Regions from separate parts of the Mus musculus genome. Here all the other regions are linked to region 1. The links are chromatin contacts, called in public promoter capture Hi-C maps. All regions are on one chromosome and are shown on one strand. Each heading gives the region's core, a stretch centred on a gene start, on an enhancer-like site or on the middle of the called end of the contact. The rest is flanking DNA. Distances are from core to core; before and after follow the strand shown.

Region 1 (2,700 bases), core at 47-2,546:
TGAGTACATTTAATGTTGTTCATATGTACATGTACTTGGGGCTGACCATTTAAGATTTGGCAACCTATCAGGGGGGCTTGTCTCTGGAGAAAATTGATTCTCCCTCCCTCAGCAGCCATTGACTGATTGTAGTTCATCATCTAGTGTAGGGCTGTGTGAAATTTCCCTCATTCCCATTAACGTGTATGCTGCTGGGGTCATTATGTAGGACTTGGCTAGGCAACCATATTGTTGAGATTTCATGGCTATAGTTTCCCTGCCATGTTGTTCTGGCTGGTTTTATGTGTCAACTTGACACAGCTGGAGTTACCACAGAGAAAGGAGCTTCAGTTGAGGAAATGCCTCCATGAGATCCAACTGTAAGGCATTTTCCCAATTAGTGATCAAGAGGGAAAGGCCCCTTGTGGGTGGGACCATCTCTGGGCTGGTAGTCTTGGGTTCTATAAGAGAGCAGGCTGAGCAAGCCAGGTAAGGCAAGCCAGTAAAGAACATCCCTCCATGGCCTCTGCATCAGCTCCTGCTTCCTGCCCTGCTTGAGTTCCAGTCCTGAGTTCCTTTGGTGATGAACAGCAGTATGGAATCGTAAGCTGAATAAACCATTTTTTCCCCAACTGCTTCTTGGTCATGATGTTTGTGCAGGAATAGAAACCCTGACTAAGACAAATTGATACTGGCTTGCTTTGTTTTATAAGCTACTTTTGCTTTTATTTGCAAACAGGGTCTCCTGCAGTGATTATGCATATCTGGTTTATTGATAGATTTGCTTTTTAAAGAGTTGTTGTGGAGGACAAAACTCTGGGAAGTCTTTGGATCTAAGAATTTAAGCACAGCTCTTGGCATTTTTTTCACATAAACTATAAACATATCGAAAGTTTTGACCTGGAAGCCGACAAGTATCTCACTGAAGGTGGCTTGTGAGAAAGATTGGTGTATTTCTTATGAGTCCAGGGCATACACACTCAGAATGAAGTTCACTGGTCTGCAAAAGGGAATTGGGATTGCCTCAGAAGCCACTCTGGAGTGTAGTCTCTTGATATCTTCAGGTGCAGGTGGGGCTGCGGTTTGGCATGGTCTGAATTCCCAGGGCTTTATCCTTGCCCATTCCTTAGATCTCTGAGATTAAGCATTAGAATAAGCATTAGCCTTCTGGCTTTTCCAACACATCCTTTCTAAGCTTGTCAGTCACATGCGTGTAGCCAATCACCACCCACGACGTAAGCACCAATGAATACGCAGATTCGCAGGGAGAGAGGCGGGTCTGAAGTGCAAACGATCCAATCACTGACGCCAACGATCGATGCCTCAGAAGGTAGTTATTTGCTCTGGTGCTTTCTGAAGATGGCGGCGGCTAAGGACGGATGCGGCCTAGAAACTGCTGCTGGAAACGGGCGGCGGCTCCACTTAGGGATTCCTGAAGCAGTGTTTGTGGTAAGAAACTCTTTCTCAGCGTCTTAATCTGATATTGGAGATTGCTTTCCAGTCACTTCCCAGGTCTGGGTCGTTGGGAGGAACAGAGCTAAAGGGTCCCGGAAGGGAATGTCTGGCCTTTTGCCTCTTCCTGCATCTTGGCTTTTTAGGCCTGGCGGGCGATAGCTTTGAAGAAAGGTAGTCCAACCCCGGCCCAGAAGAGGGAGCAGGGAGGAGAACTGGGTAGCTGGAGACGGATGCGAGGCGGATTGGGGCGTGGCGTCCCTTGAAACTGACCAGTTGCTGCCTGTTGTCGCCTAAAGAAAAACAAAAAACAGCAGCAACGGTTATTGAGCTCAAGACCGCAGTGATGCCGGAGATGTAGATGGGTGGACATTTAGCACAGAGAGCAGGCAGAGCAGCTGTTTGTAGGGTGTGGGTACTGAGTGGCACCCAGTCAGCTTGAGCACGGCCGTGGTCCGTTTCCTTGGGAATGGAAGCAGACTGCTGAGAAAAGTAAACGTTAGCACAAACGTTAAGTCCATGTGTTCTTGCTTTTAAGAATTGAGGCTTATGTAATGGGCAACCGGCTGTTATTAGGTTTTTGAAACCATTTTATATTTGCTTTTAGTAATACTATTTAAGCAGTTTGTAGACAACAAATTTTATGCAGTTGTGAAGATTGTGGGAAATGCAATTGGAAGGTTTCATGTAACAGGACCGACCCAAGTTAAATATTTGTACTGAAGCATATAAAATCTTAGTCAAAATTTCCTTGATTCTTTTTTGGTATGTACCAAAAATTATATATATTCTGTCTTATTGCTAACATTCTTCAAAAGACCCTTTTTTTCTTTTACTTAAATCACATTTTATATTGTATATTTTAATGTGCTGGTGGAATAAATTTTTATGTGTATTCTCAATGTTCTGTGCTTTTAAAAATATTTTTCAAGTGATCTTTACATGAAGTAATATTTTCTGAGGTTCAGAAATTTTCTTAGAAAATTTGCAAAACTTTATGAGGGAGTTACTGTTGTTCAAATTTTGTAGATGTAGTTGATGAAACCCAGAAATAGAGGTATCCAGAAGTAGCATTTGAGCAGTCAGGAGAGCTTTAGAACCTCTTTGGTCATGCTCTGCTACTTAGAGGTGAGGAAATTTTGTGTTATTTCTCCTGATCCTATTATAATGCCTGATATATAAGGATGTAAATATATAAATTTCCATTCTGTCTTAAATATAACCCGATAGCAGTAACTTCAGAAATGGAATTAATGAATACAAACTTTA
Region 2 (2,700 bases), core at 201-2,700, 1.1 Mb before region 1:
TCCCCAACTCTCTCCCAAAATTCTTCCAATCTAGTCGTGCTCCCATAACACCAACTAAATAACCTTCCAAACAAGACCACCTATGACTTTTATGATGTCACATTTCTGATTGTCTGACTGCTCTTTCTTGACACTTCACTACTAGATTCCAGGACAGTACTGTCTCCTGACCCCATTCTCTGGGACTCCCTTTGTTGGTTAGATTGTGTTCCATTACTCTCTCCTCAAAAGGTGTTCTTTTCCAGGCTGCCTTCTCCCATCTTCATACTGTATGGGAGATTTCACCATGCAGCAATGACACCTTACACCTCCAGCCCAGATCTGTCTTGAACTCATATCCTCCCAGCCAGTTCCTTAATGTCCAATTTGGACTTATCCACAAAGCTGCTACTTTACCAGTTTTCAAATTCTACTCTCACCCCAAACAGTCCCTCCAAGGCACATTCATGTTTGTAGTCCAGCTGACAGCAGAGCTACCACTTAGATCATACCCAACCTCAAAGGCACCTAAGTCAGTTCTCTTCTGGCTACATCTCTCTATCTCTACTATCCACTCCTCTCCATCCATTCAATCTCTGGAGATTTTATATATATATATATATATATATATCCTTAACTTATATATATTGATTATATATATTATCAACATCTATCTATATCTATCTCTCTATATAAAATCAATCCTTATAGTTTGGGAAGCTGAAGTCCTCAGAGGTGAATTTGCTCATAAAATGAGTGCTTGTGCACAGTCATCCATTAATAAATAAACAAACCAGTGACCACCCAGGCCTCTCCTAACACAGGCACTAGGACACCTGGCCTCTCTTCAGTTCGCTGTGGAAGCCACCCACCTGCCAACCTCATGTCCACTTCTCCAGCTGGGTTGAGATCTCCCGCAGGTGCACTGTTTGGGAACTGTGGGTTCTGGGGGGAATGAAACAGGAGAGAGTAGGTTTGGGGGTGGGGGCAGTGGCAAGTCTGTGCTGGGAGCGATCGGTGTTATGACTTGTTCCTCCAAACACCAGTCCAGGCTCAGTTCCTCGTGAGTGCTGGGAGAAGTCCTGCCTGGCCAGGAGAGCCTTAGGAATCCGTTGCGCCTCACAGTCTGGCTAACAGACTCCAGGACTGGAGCGTAGCAATGATTCTTCTCCACCCGGATCCCTCCGGTGCTAGGCCCGGGGCTCAGGTCGATCCGCTCGAGGCTGGTGGCAGAGATTGGGCGGGCCAAGGATGTTGTCTGGGTGTAGGGAGAAGCAGACCGGATCAGGGAGTTACCCAGTTGTCTCGCTCTGCCGGCTAGGTGAAGCAAGTGAGTCACGTAGAAAAGCTTATCAGGCACGACAATGGCCGCCCGCAGAAGGCCACAGCCCACAGGCGTCGCTCCGCCATAGGCCCATAGGCTGTGCTGTAGGTCCGCAGGTCCTCACGGAGGCTCCACCTCCAGACCGGCCTCCTCCCTCTCCTCCAGAGGCTGGGTGGGAGGTGCCGAGTGTGGCTGTGCACTCCTCTTGTGCTAAAGCTGAGCCGCCTAGCTTCCTACAGTGTCACTGCTTCAAGATGAAATCTCCTTCTAGACTTTGAGGTACTATACACTTTACAGTTCATGTTTGCTTAACTCTATGTAACCCAGGCTGTTCTCAAACTTGGAGCGATTCACCTGCTTCAGGCTCTCAAATGTTGGAATTACGGGCATAAAACACCAGAGCCCCCATTCCCACTTCCTCCACACGTCCTCTTAGGTGAGCGATCTATTTCTATATTTGATGAGCTGAAGCTCCGATTGTGACTTGATATCAGAGCTTTCATGGCTCATAAGAGGATGGATGCGGGGACACAGATAATGACTTAAGGTTGATATGTGTTCTTTAAGAGCATGGACGGTTCAGAAGCACATGCGGAGGTAAACCTGAGCCTTTGGTTGCTTTCTTTCTGCTTAGTGTTCTTTCGTGAGAGCGTTCTGTTTTATGTATCAATCAGTGAAGGGATGTTTGGAACATTGCTCCTGACCCTCATGTTTGAGCCTTTTCCCCTGACCGCCTACAGTGCCAGGGCAGCTGGGCCAGTCCTTTTAAGCTGGATCTATCTGTGTCTCAGGCAGCTGCATTCCTGTCCTTTGACCCAATGGTCTTACTTACAGGAACTCCACCCCACTTCCATAATGCTCCAAAATACAGAAAAGTTTACAGAAGCACTGTTTTGGTTAGATGATAGCGTTTTCAATTTGGTTACACTTGTAATCTCAGCACTTGGAAAGTGGAGACGGGAGAGGAGGATAAAGGGTTTAAAGCATCCTCGGCCACTTAGCAACTTTGAGGTCAGCCTTAGCTGCATGAAACCTGTCTCAGGGAATCTGATGTCTTATTCTGACCATCTCAGGCGCCAGGCATGCATGTGGTACACGTACCACATGTGGTACATGTAGGGAAACCACTTATATAAAAAAAATAAAATTTCAAAAATTGTAGGAAGCTGGAGAGATGACTCAGTGGTTAAGGGCACATACTGTTCTTGCAGGATACCCGGGCTGGATTCCTTACACTCACATAAGGCAGCTCACAACCGCTTCAGGGGATCTGGCACCTCTCTGATCTCTTCCTCCTCTTCCTCCTCCTCCTCCTCCACACACACACACAAATAATAATTAATTTTTAAAATAAAACATTAAGTAAAGATAAAATAGTAACAGCAACAACAACAAAA
Region 3 (2,700 bases), core at 142-2,641, 1.2 Mb before region 1:
GAGGAAAACAAAAAAATGTGTCAGTTGATGAAAGAATAAATAAAATGTGGCTTACCCATGCAACAGGATATTATTTGGCCCCAAAAGGAAGTCTTGATCCATGGTACAACTCTGACAAAACCTGAAAATATTAAAAGAATGAGTCGACATAAAAATATATTTATATTGTATAGTTCCATTTATTTGAGATATCCTTAAGAGGCAACCCCACAGTCAGTAAGGACAGAGCGTTTCCCAGAGCTTGGGTATATATATATATGAGGGGAATTGAGACTGATAGCTAACTCCTACAGAGTTTCTTTTAGAAGTGATGAAAATGTTCAAGAATTAGATGGCAGAAATGGTTGCACATCTTTAGGATTATATTAAAACGCCACTGAATTGTCTGTATACATTAAATACAGGACTTATATGAAAACTGAATTATATCTCAATAAAGCGGTTTACAACGGAAAAAAAAAGAGGCTAGAAAGATGGCTCAATGGTTAAGAGCACCTGCTACTGTACTGCAGCTCTATGGTGTCTAATGCTCTCAGATGGTCTTCTTGGGTGCGTGCGCATGCACACACAAAGAATAACTGTAGCAGTGGAAAATACTTGTATTCCAGAACATGGGAAGGTGAAGCTGGAGGATCACTGTAAGTTCAAGGCCAGCCTGGGGTACAGTAGGAGGCACTATCTCAACACAACATGGAAAAAATGCAGCTGTGATGGCATAGACCCATAATGATCCCAGTATTGGGAGGATGAAGCAGAAGGGTAGTCAGTTCGAGACCACTCTGTACTAAAGGGAAAATAAATTCAAGAAAAAAAAGAGAAAGCAATGGAATTAAATCCCAGATTCAGCAGATTCAGAGTCATGGTGACTTGCTGAGGAAAGAACTAGGTGAAAATGGCTATAAGTTGCAGTACTCCAAGCTTCGTGGCGGGTATTAGCCCACCAGTTTATGGATCATTGGAGAAAGAGCCCTGAGTTAGGGGGCAATCTTTGTTTGTGCGGTTTTGTTGGACCGGCCAAAGCAATATCTTGCAACAGTAGCAGGTGGCCACGGGCTCCTGGAGGCGCGCACTCCAGGCCCAAGGGGGTGTGGCGCGGCCGCGCACAGATTCCAGGGTTGCTGAAGGCAGCAGGCGGGGAGCTGGGGGTGTGGAGAGGCCCGCGCCTAGGACTCAGCCATTGAGCAAAGGGGGCTGTTCTCAGGAAGGGATCCCCAGAGACCCATGAGAGGCTTGCTTCTTGCACTAGAGTCCTGGGCCCCAGGGCCTAGCGGCCTCCCCCAACCGCCATGCGCTCTGCTTCTTAGGGCCCCGGCCCGCCCTCTCTGGGAGCCCCCTCCCGGTGTGGTGGTACGGTCCGGGTTTAAAAGGCCCAGGCGGCCGCAGGCCAGCCCAGTGTGTGGGCGGCGGCGGTTGCAGATTTTGCAGCGTGCGAGGCGAGGCTGCGGGGCCAAGCGAGGGGGGCGGCTGTTGGGCACGGGGCGGGGGGGCACGTCCACGTGGCCACGGGTGGCCACCCCGAGTCAGTCGCGGTGGAGGGACAGGTAGGTGGTCGCCATCCTTAAAGCCTGTGCGCCAATAGTCTGCTGGATGGCAGAGGTTTCAGACAGCCTGGGGGTCCAGATGGTTTCTGGGGTCAGGCCCTGTCCCTCCCTACCTCTCCAGACCAGGCTTGCCAAGCACTCCGTACCCTGAGCGGGAAGAGACAGCCAACTCGATCATAGTCCTATTGGTTGATAGAACCCTTTTGTAGAGGAGGAGCAGCATCTCTGAGCATTGCTGTAGCCTCTGTATTGACTAAGGTATCTGCGGGTCTGCTCAGGGTGCCCCCATTGGGGGCAGGACTGGTTGGGTTCATGGCATAGAGGGGAGCATTGTGGAAGAGCGGGCTGTGGACCTGCATATTTATATGGAGCTTTCCTCATCATCGCGCTCTTTGCTGGCAGGACTGTAGCAGAGGGGCTGGGTGCGACTGTGATGCTTGAGGTTGCCACTTAGAGGTGGGGGCTGGGGTGGGGTCTTGGGCTGCCAATTACCACTTTCCAGGTCTCCTTTCCAACCTGTCCCGGCCAGTTCCTAAAATTTGGCTTTTCTGTAGAGTGTAGAAGAGGTGAAGGTAGGGTGCAGTCGCTTTTCTCTTTTGCTTTCCTTTCTTCTCTGGTTGTTGCATGAGGGGTCTGGGATGCAGACCCGACAAAAGAGCCCCAGAGCGCTGATCACTCTGAGCTGAAACTTGGCACTTTCAAGCTGGAATTGCTCCATGTTCTAGCAAATGCTGGCTTTTCTTTCTCTTTGCTGTGGCCCCCACCCCCCACCCCATTCTGAGTCCCTCCTGTGTCTCTTGGGAATTGGGCACTGAGAGGGTAGCACTGAGCTCTGCCCCATTAGTTACAGAGACACTGCTCTGCTGTCTTTGCAGCCTGGGGCTGGCTGGGTGTGGCCCGGGGGGTGAATGCCAGCATTGGCCCTATTTGTTTAGGGGAAGGGGTAGTACTCCATAGCCTTAAGGCTTCAACTGTATTTGAGGATGCTGGTTTCTACATATAATACTTCTGGGACTCTCAAAAGTGGGTTATACCCTTCTGCCAATATCCCTCTCTGACTAACCTTTGGCTCTTCAGGGAGAGCCACACAGGCCTGGCAGAGCATTTGTCTGCCTGTGTCTGAGCAAAGCTTGACTGATGTCTGTCTCAGCGAGAGTCT
Region 4 (2,700 bases), core at 43-2,542, 1.1 Mb before region 1:
TCCCAAGCCATTGCTAGGTGTCTCTACAGTGCAGCCTCAACTTTGCTGTGGGAGGCAGAAGAGAACTCAGGCCATGTACTTTGAGTACCTAGCACCTAGCAAGAGCTGGATACATACCAGCTATTATTATCACTATGAGCCAAACTGCGACATGAGAACACATTTAATGCAACATGCAGCTGTGGCCTGACCTGGGATTTCTCCCCACAATCCCAGAATGCTATTTGCAGAACCCTTTTTCCATAGCCTCAGTCACTTCAGGGTGTAGAAAGCGGCTGGCCAAACGTTCGATGTCATCCAGTGTTAGGCGGCTCAAGGACCTGTCATAATCCTGAGGAGAGAAGACCGAGTGTATTCAGAGAGGCCAGTGGGGAAGGCGTATGCTGCATTAGGTAGGGGACGGGTAGAAACATTAAGAATGGAGGGCCAGCATTACTCTTCTCACCCTCTGTAGTTGTTCCAGGACCCTGCTGGCATCTGCTACACTGAAGTGACGGGCCAGGACTTTGGAGATCAGCTGCCAGATGGGGGTGGCTGGGGAGTCGACCAGTCTGTGGGCAGACCCTTCTTCCAGTAGCACCTTCTCCAAAGGCTTAACAACTAGGTTGAGCTTAGAATTGGGCCCAATGTTGTAATCTGACAGTCGTTTTTCATCTGCCAAAGAGAGATTGGTGTGGTTCCTTCCTCACTGATGTGGAGGTGGCTGGGAAGCAATCCTGCCACAGACAGCCAGAGTGAAGCACTGCAGCATCTGGCTATGGGGTGGTGGGGTGGTGATGGCTCAGCTACTTTTCTGAGGTCCAGTGGCAGCCAGTGCCCCGATCCACTACACTGGCCTGTACATCCCGTCCCCCAGCTTTCTGTAAAGCTCCCTGGATGGCTCCTTTCCCTGATTACCTGCTAGGGCCTTGCCCTTGAACAGCAGACGTTGCTGGCGCACAGGGACATTCAGCTTATCCGAGACCAGGTGCTTCAGTGTAGACACTAGCTCGTCCTCCGCCACCTGATCCGGCCGAGGTGGAGAGGCAAGGGCTCAGCCCGAATTCCCTGGGCGGTGAAGCCCTCGCACCCCCTCCTGAGGTCAGCTCTCCCGGCCTCCCCCACCCGCCCTCGGCCCCCAGCGGCAGGAGTGAGTGCAGCAGCCTGCGGGGTGACTTTACCTGTAGGCTACATTCCCGGCCCTGGAGCGCCTTCACGGTCAGCTGCATGGTGTCCACGGCCCAGTCCACTACGGCCAACGCAAACACCAACGGTCCCCTGCCGCGCGCCGCCGCCCCGGAACCGCCCGCCGCCGCCGGAAGCCGTGAAAGGGGCGCGCCCGCCTCGTGGCTCCCGCCTGCGCATTCTTCAGTCCCGCCTCCCGGCCTTCGCTTCTGCCCCGGCCGTGCCTTGGGTAGAGTCCACCACCTGGGCTTAATGGCGCGGGGACGTGGGGATGCCCCGCCCACTGGGATCCAAGTGAGGTACCTGTGGGGCCAGGCTTGCTTAGTCTGGGAGCTGTGGCTTGAAAGGAAGGACCAGAATGTCAGCCTCACTCCAGGCCCGGCCTGTGCTAATTCCCACCCTGCTGGTGGACCAAGTCAATGCAAACACGTGGTGGTGTCTCTCAGATACAGAAATGGTCCAGTCCTGCCTGTCATAGCTTAATGGCTTTCTACTTCCTTTCTAGTCTGGCTGCAAAAATATCCTGACTGAAGCTCGGAAGTAGTGCTCTCTTCACTCCTTATAGTGCAGAGGTCTGCCCTGTTAGGTAGGGCTGTTAGAGCAAAGCCTTTGTAGATCTGAGGATACAGCTCAAAGGTACATGTCTACCATGTGCAAAACAGAGTGAGGAGGAGAAAGTGGGTTCTGTGCAGGGTCACCAAGCTGGTTCACTGTTCTGGCCCATATCCGCCCAGACACACTCTTCTTACCCCAATCCACAGGCTCCAAGGGACAGACTGGAAGGGACCCGAGCTTGCTTTTGTTTTTTTGGTTTTTTTTTATTGAAATATATTTCTGGGCAATACCCAACTATCTAACTCAGCATGGCCTCTTTGGCACTGAAAGCTGGGGCGAAAAGGAGTAAAAAAATAAGCCTGGATTTGTCTTGAGTGCATAGTGCATGAGAACTAAAGGCCTTTGGTACGGTACACAAGAACTGTGGGAAGAGAGGAGTATGGGGGCTGGAAGTTATAAAACTTGATCCAGAGGGCTCAGGGAACAGGAAACAAGATGCTATAGATGAACTGGCCAATAACCAAAGCCAACATCTCGGAGGTACCACTCAGTGCCACAATGAAAGGGGCCTGAGAGGCATAGTCTGCTTGAAGGCGGCGCAGAGACAGCTGTAGCATGGCTAAGGCTAGCAGGCTGTTTTGCACCCCTACCTCAATGCTGACTGTTCGTCGCTGAGCCACTGGCAGCTTCAGGCAGATGGCCAGGCTGTAGCCCACCAAGAGGCCAACAAGAGGCACTGTGAAACCCACCAGTACAATGGGTAACCTGACTCCCACTAGGATGAAGACCCCCATGTGGTAGGCCAGGAACAGGCCACCCAGGAGAAGTATAAAGCTGAAGGGCTTGATGACCTGTAACAGTAGTTCAGAGAACTTGGGGAGCTTAGATTTGATCACCACACCCGCTGCTATGGGGATGGCGATAAACAGCAGGGTCCCCAATATCTTGGAGATGGGCACGTGGAGTGTTTCATGGATGCTG
Region 5 (2,700 bases), core at 179-2,678, 1.1 Mb before region 1:
TACTAAGCCCCCACCTGCTCCAGTCTCACTGTGTACTGTCAATACAACACCCCTCTGACTGCTTCTGTTCTTCAGTTTTTCCTAACAGAGCTGGGACTAGGTGGGATGAACAGAAATTTGCAGTAGGCTTTGGAAGATATGGCAAAGAGGAGGTGTTTATCCCTAGGGAACTTCATGCCGTAGAAAGAAAAGAGGGAGAGGCAGGACCTCAGATTCTTCCACTGAAATTAACAGTAATATTTTTCAAATTACAGATTCATTAAAATCAGAATTTTCCCTGATTGCACATCAGTTTTTTTTTTTCATCCAGGAGGAAGAAGTGCTACTGGGTGGTGCTTTAGCACCTGTGATGGTCCAAGTCTGGTCTCCACTCAATGGCTCAGCACAGAGTTCTGAGATGTGACACAAGTACATGTATATCAGGTACTGCTGTGATGATCAGGACACACAGGTGGAGTATATGCCATAGAGTTCAACCTAGTAGAACTTGTGGGTACCTCAGCAGTTCCGTCAATTGGGAAAGTTGAGATAGAGAGAGAGAAGTGCCTTGCACAAGGCTATATTTCATCTTTTAGACTCGGGGCCTGAAGGGAGACTCACCGATGCACCCATGATGATAAATATGTGTGTATCAGCTTGGTGGAAGGCATCACCCTGGTACAACTCTTCCCTCAGGATCCCACACACCTGGGTCCGGCTCAGGGCCACCTGCTCTGCCATGATGTTTTCTGGTGGAAGAAAAGACTCATTGATATGGTAGGAGAACGAAAGAGCATTGACAACTTAACCTTATCCAAGGGTCTTTTGGGTTCTCACCAGGCTGGTGACGATTACTAAAACCACTGGCCGGGAATGCTCTGTGTGTGTGTGTGTGTGTACGCGCGCGCGCGCGCGCGCGCGCGAGCATACATGCATTCGGAGATTCAGAAACTGCTGCCTCTGAGCTCCAGCCATAACCTCCAAAGTTGCCTTCGCTAGGGGCTGTACATTACGAAAGTACTAAAGCTTTAATATAATTCACCTAGGACATCCACTGTGGGCAGCTAGATAAAATCTGGTTACGGCATCACACTCTGTATATGGGACCATCGTATCGTACTCGGGTGTCTGCCAGAAACTCCACAATGAACTGAGCACGTTTGATTGTGCAGATGATGGAGTTCAGCTCCGGCTCTCTTCTGGCCCAGTTGGGTGATCCCCGAAAGTCCCTTCTCTTCTAAAGGTCTAGTCCTCATGGGCCCAATGCGGGGAAAGTGCGGGATACAAAGGGATGGGTTAAAAACTTGTAGATTAGCGCGCATCAAAGGGACTCGCGGCGTACAAGCGTGAAGCATGTCCCTCCACCGACATGCCATCAGACCACCCCTTTACCTGAGTTTAGTTGCCGCTGCCAAACACGTTCACAGATCTGTAGCGCACAGCCAGTTTCCGGGGGCTAAGCTTCGCTGGCCCATTTAACGCAAGAGGGCGTGTGCTTTGACTGAGCTGACCCGCCTCAGGAGAGGCAGGAGGGGAGGAGCTTCGGGCTAGTCTATCATTGCAGGAGGAGATGCGCGCGCATCCCTGGCCAGCCCCGCCCTTTGGCCTTCCCCGATGCCGCTGCCCCTACAATTTCGAGATCGCAAAGTCTTGTCATAAGTGCAGCTCCACACAGTTCTCCTGGGTCCCCGTCTCCTGTGTCACCCAGCCATTATGTATGGCCTAGCTTTCCGCTGGACCTTCGAGGCCCTGCACCTTCCCGGATGACCCCACTTCCGTTAGCAGCATAGCCACGCCTTCCCTAGCTGCTAGTTTGGCTTCGGAGCTGGACTTTCGCAGCTTCCTCTAGGCTTTTTCCTTGGTGGGGGCCCAGCGGCAGAGAGCCCAGTAGCAGGACCAGACTGAAACTTGGGTGTTTTAGTGCGGATGCGGTGCCTTGAAAATGGGGTAGGGGCGAGTGTGGGCGTGGTGACGCACTACTTTAATCCTAGCAGACGGGAAAAAAGAGGCAGGTAGATCTCTGAGTTCGAGACCCTGGTCTTATGGGACCCTGTCTCAAAAAAAAAGTGTGTGTATAAGTGTGTGATGTTTATCAGTGAGGAGAGCTCTGGTGTTCTGCTGGCCGACGCAGGCTGGCGATCTAAGACTTTTCTTTGGAACAGAGTATGGCACTTTGGGGTTTTGATTCACTGGTTAATCTCCAAGCCTTTGAGTCTGTGTTTTACTTCCGGATCCCGCACTTACGACACCGGAAGCCGGAAGTGGAGTTTTCCACTGCAGAGAAGGGAAGGGTGACCGCCTGACTAGGACTTTCTAGGAGCTCCGGTTCTGTCGGAGCGGTCGGATCCCTCTGCTCCTGCCCTCTTCACTTCTGGCCGACTCTGCTGACAGGTGTGGTCCTCTTCTCCAAAGACAGGGCTCCATCGGTGGCTGTTTCGTAGCTTCCGAGACTCCAGAGGTCCACACCCTTCCCCCCACCTTAGGCCCAGTTTGTTCTGCCGCAAGCTTCTAATTATTCGCTACCCAGATTATTTAGGCTAGTCGGATTGAATCTGCCCTTCCCTTCACTGCAGCTGTCGCCTAAGGGCTTGGCCCCTAGTGCTAGAACTCTTTAGGTAGCAGACATTTTCTGTTGATCAAACTGTTTCTGAAACACGTTTTGCACTGTAGGCCAGGTAGACCTCGAACTCAAAGTTCTGCCTCAGCCTTTCGAGTGCTAGA

The links. Promoter capture Hi-C pulls out the DNA fragments that hold promoters and counts their contacts.
Region 2: a promoter capture Hi-C map of erythroid cells shows a contact between it and region 1, with 28 times the contacts expected there. The contact joins the promoter of Fam3a here to the promoter of Vbp1 in region 1. A contact is called at or near these places in 3 of 39 promoter capture datasets (cranial neural crest, erythroid cells and pre-B cells).
Region 3: a promoter capture Hi-C map of frontonasal cranial neural crest shows a contact between it and region 1. The contact joins the promoter of Plxna3 here to the promoter of Vbp1 in region 1. A contact is called at or near these places in 3 of 39 promoter capture datasets (cranial neural crest, erythroid cells and frontonasal cranial neural crest).
Region 4: a promoter capture Hi-C map of pre-B cells shows a contact between it and region 1. The contact joins the promoter of Ubl4a here to the promoter of Vbp1 in region 1. A contact is called at or near these places in 2 of 39 promoter capture datasets (cranial neural crest and pre-B cells).
Region 5: a promoter capture Hi-C map of pre-B cells shows a contact between it and region 1, with 9 times the contacts expected there. The contact joins the promoter of G6pdx here to the promoter of Vbp1 in region 1. A contact is called at or near these places in 12 of 39 promoter capture datasets (the 3T3-L1 cell line, 3T3-L1-derived adipocytes, the C10 cell line and 7 more), 1 of 115 datasets of contacts at active chromatin or transcription factors (embryonic forebrain) and 2 of 9 other capture datasets (adipose tissue and liver).

What each region holds. Positions count from the first base shown.
Region 1 is chrX:75,513,001-75,515,700 of GRCm38.p6, forward strand. It overlaps Vbp1 (von Hippel-Lindau binding protein 1), which reads left to right and starts at 1,297. Exons shown (of 6, transcript NM_011692.2): 1 at 1,297-1,428. The coding sequence starts at 1,339.
Region 2 is chrX:74,391,824-74,394,523 of GRCm38.p6, forward strand. Fam3a (family with sequence similarity 3, member A) reads right to left here and starts at 1,451. Exons shown (of 9, transcript NM_025473.4): 1 at 852-1,451. The coding sequence starts at 864. It also overlaps a transcript of Ikbkg not described here.
Region 3 is chrX:74,327,675-74,330,374 of GRCm38.p6, forward strand. Plxna3 (plexin A3) reads left to right here and starts at 1,392. Exons shown (of 33, transcript NM_008883.2): 1 at 1,392-1,541. It overlaps Gm39520 (a long non-coding RNA gene), which reads right to left and starts at 616. Exons shown (of 4, transcript XR_878127.3): 1 at 496-616; 2 at 56-121.
Region 4 is chrX:74,367,256-74,369,955 of GRCm38.p6, forward strand. Ubl4a (ubiquitin-like 4A) reads right to left here and starts at 1,293. Exons shown (of 4, transcript NM_145405.2): 1 at 1,161-1,293; 2 at 898-1,003; 3 at 446-654; 4 at 1-331. The coding sequence starts at 1,208. The coding sequence ends at 221. Gm44504 (predicted readthrough transcript (NMD candidate), 44504) reads right to left here. Exons shown (of 6, transcript NR_103489.1): 4 at 1,161-1,503; 5 at 898-1,003; 6 at 192-331. Slc10a3 (solute carrier family 10 (sodium/bile acid cotransporter family), member 3) reads right to left here. Exons shown (of 3, transcript NM_145406.2): 3 at 1,962-2,700. The coding sequence ends at 2,196.
Region 5 is chrX:74,427,452-74,430,151 of GRCm38.p6, forward strand. G6pdx (glucose-6-phosphate dehydrogenase X-linked) reads right to left here and starts at 1,429. Exons shown (of 13, transcript NM_008062.3): 1 at 1,372-1,429; 2 at 601-728. The coding sequence starts at 720. Ikbkg (inhibitor of kappaB kinase gamma) reads left to right here and starts at 2,230. Exons shown (of 10, transcript NM_010547.2): 1 at 2,230-2,370.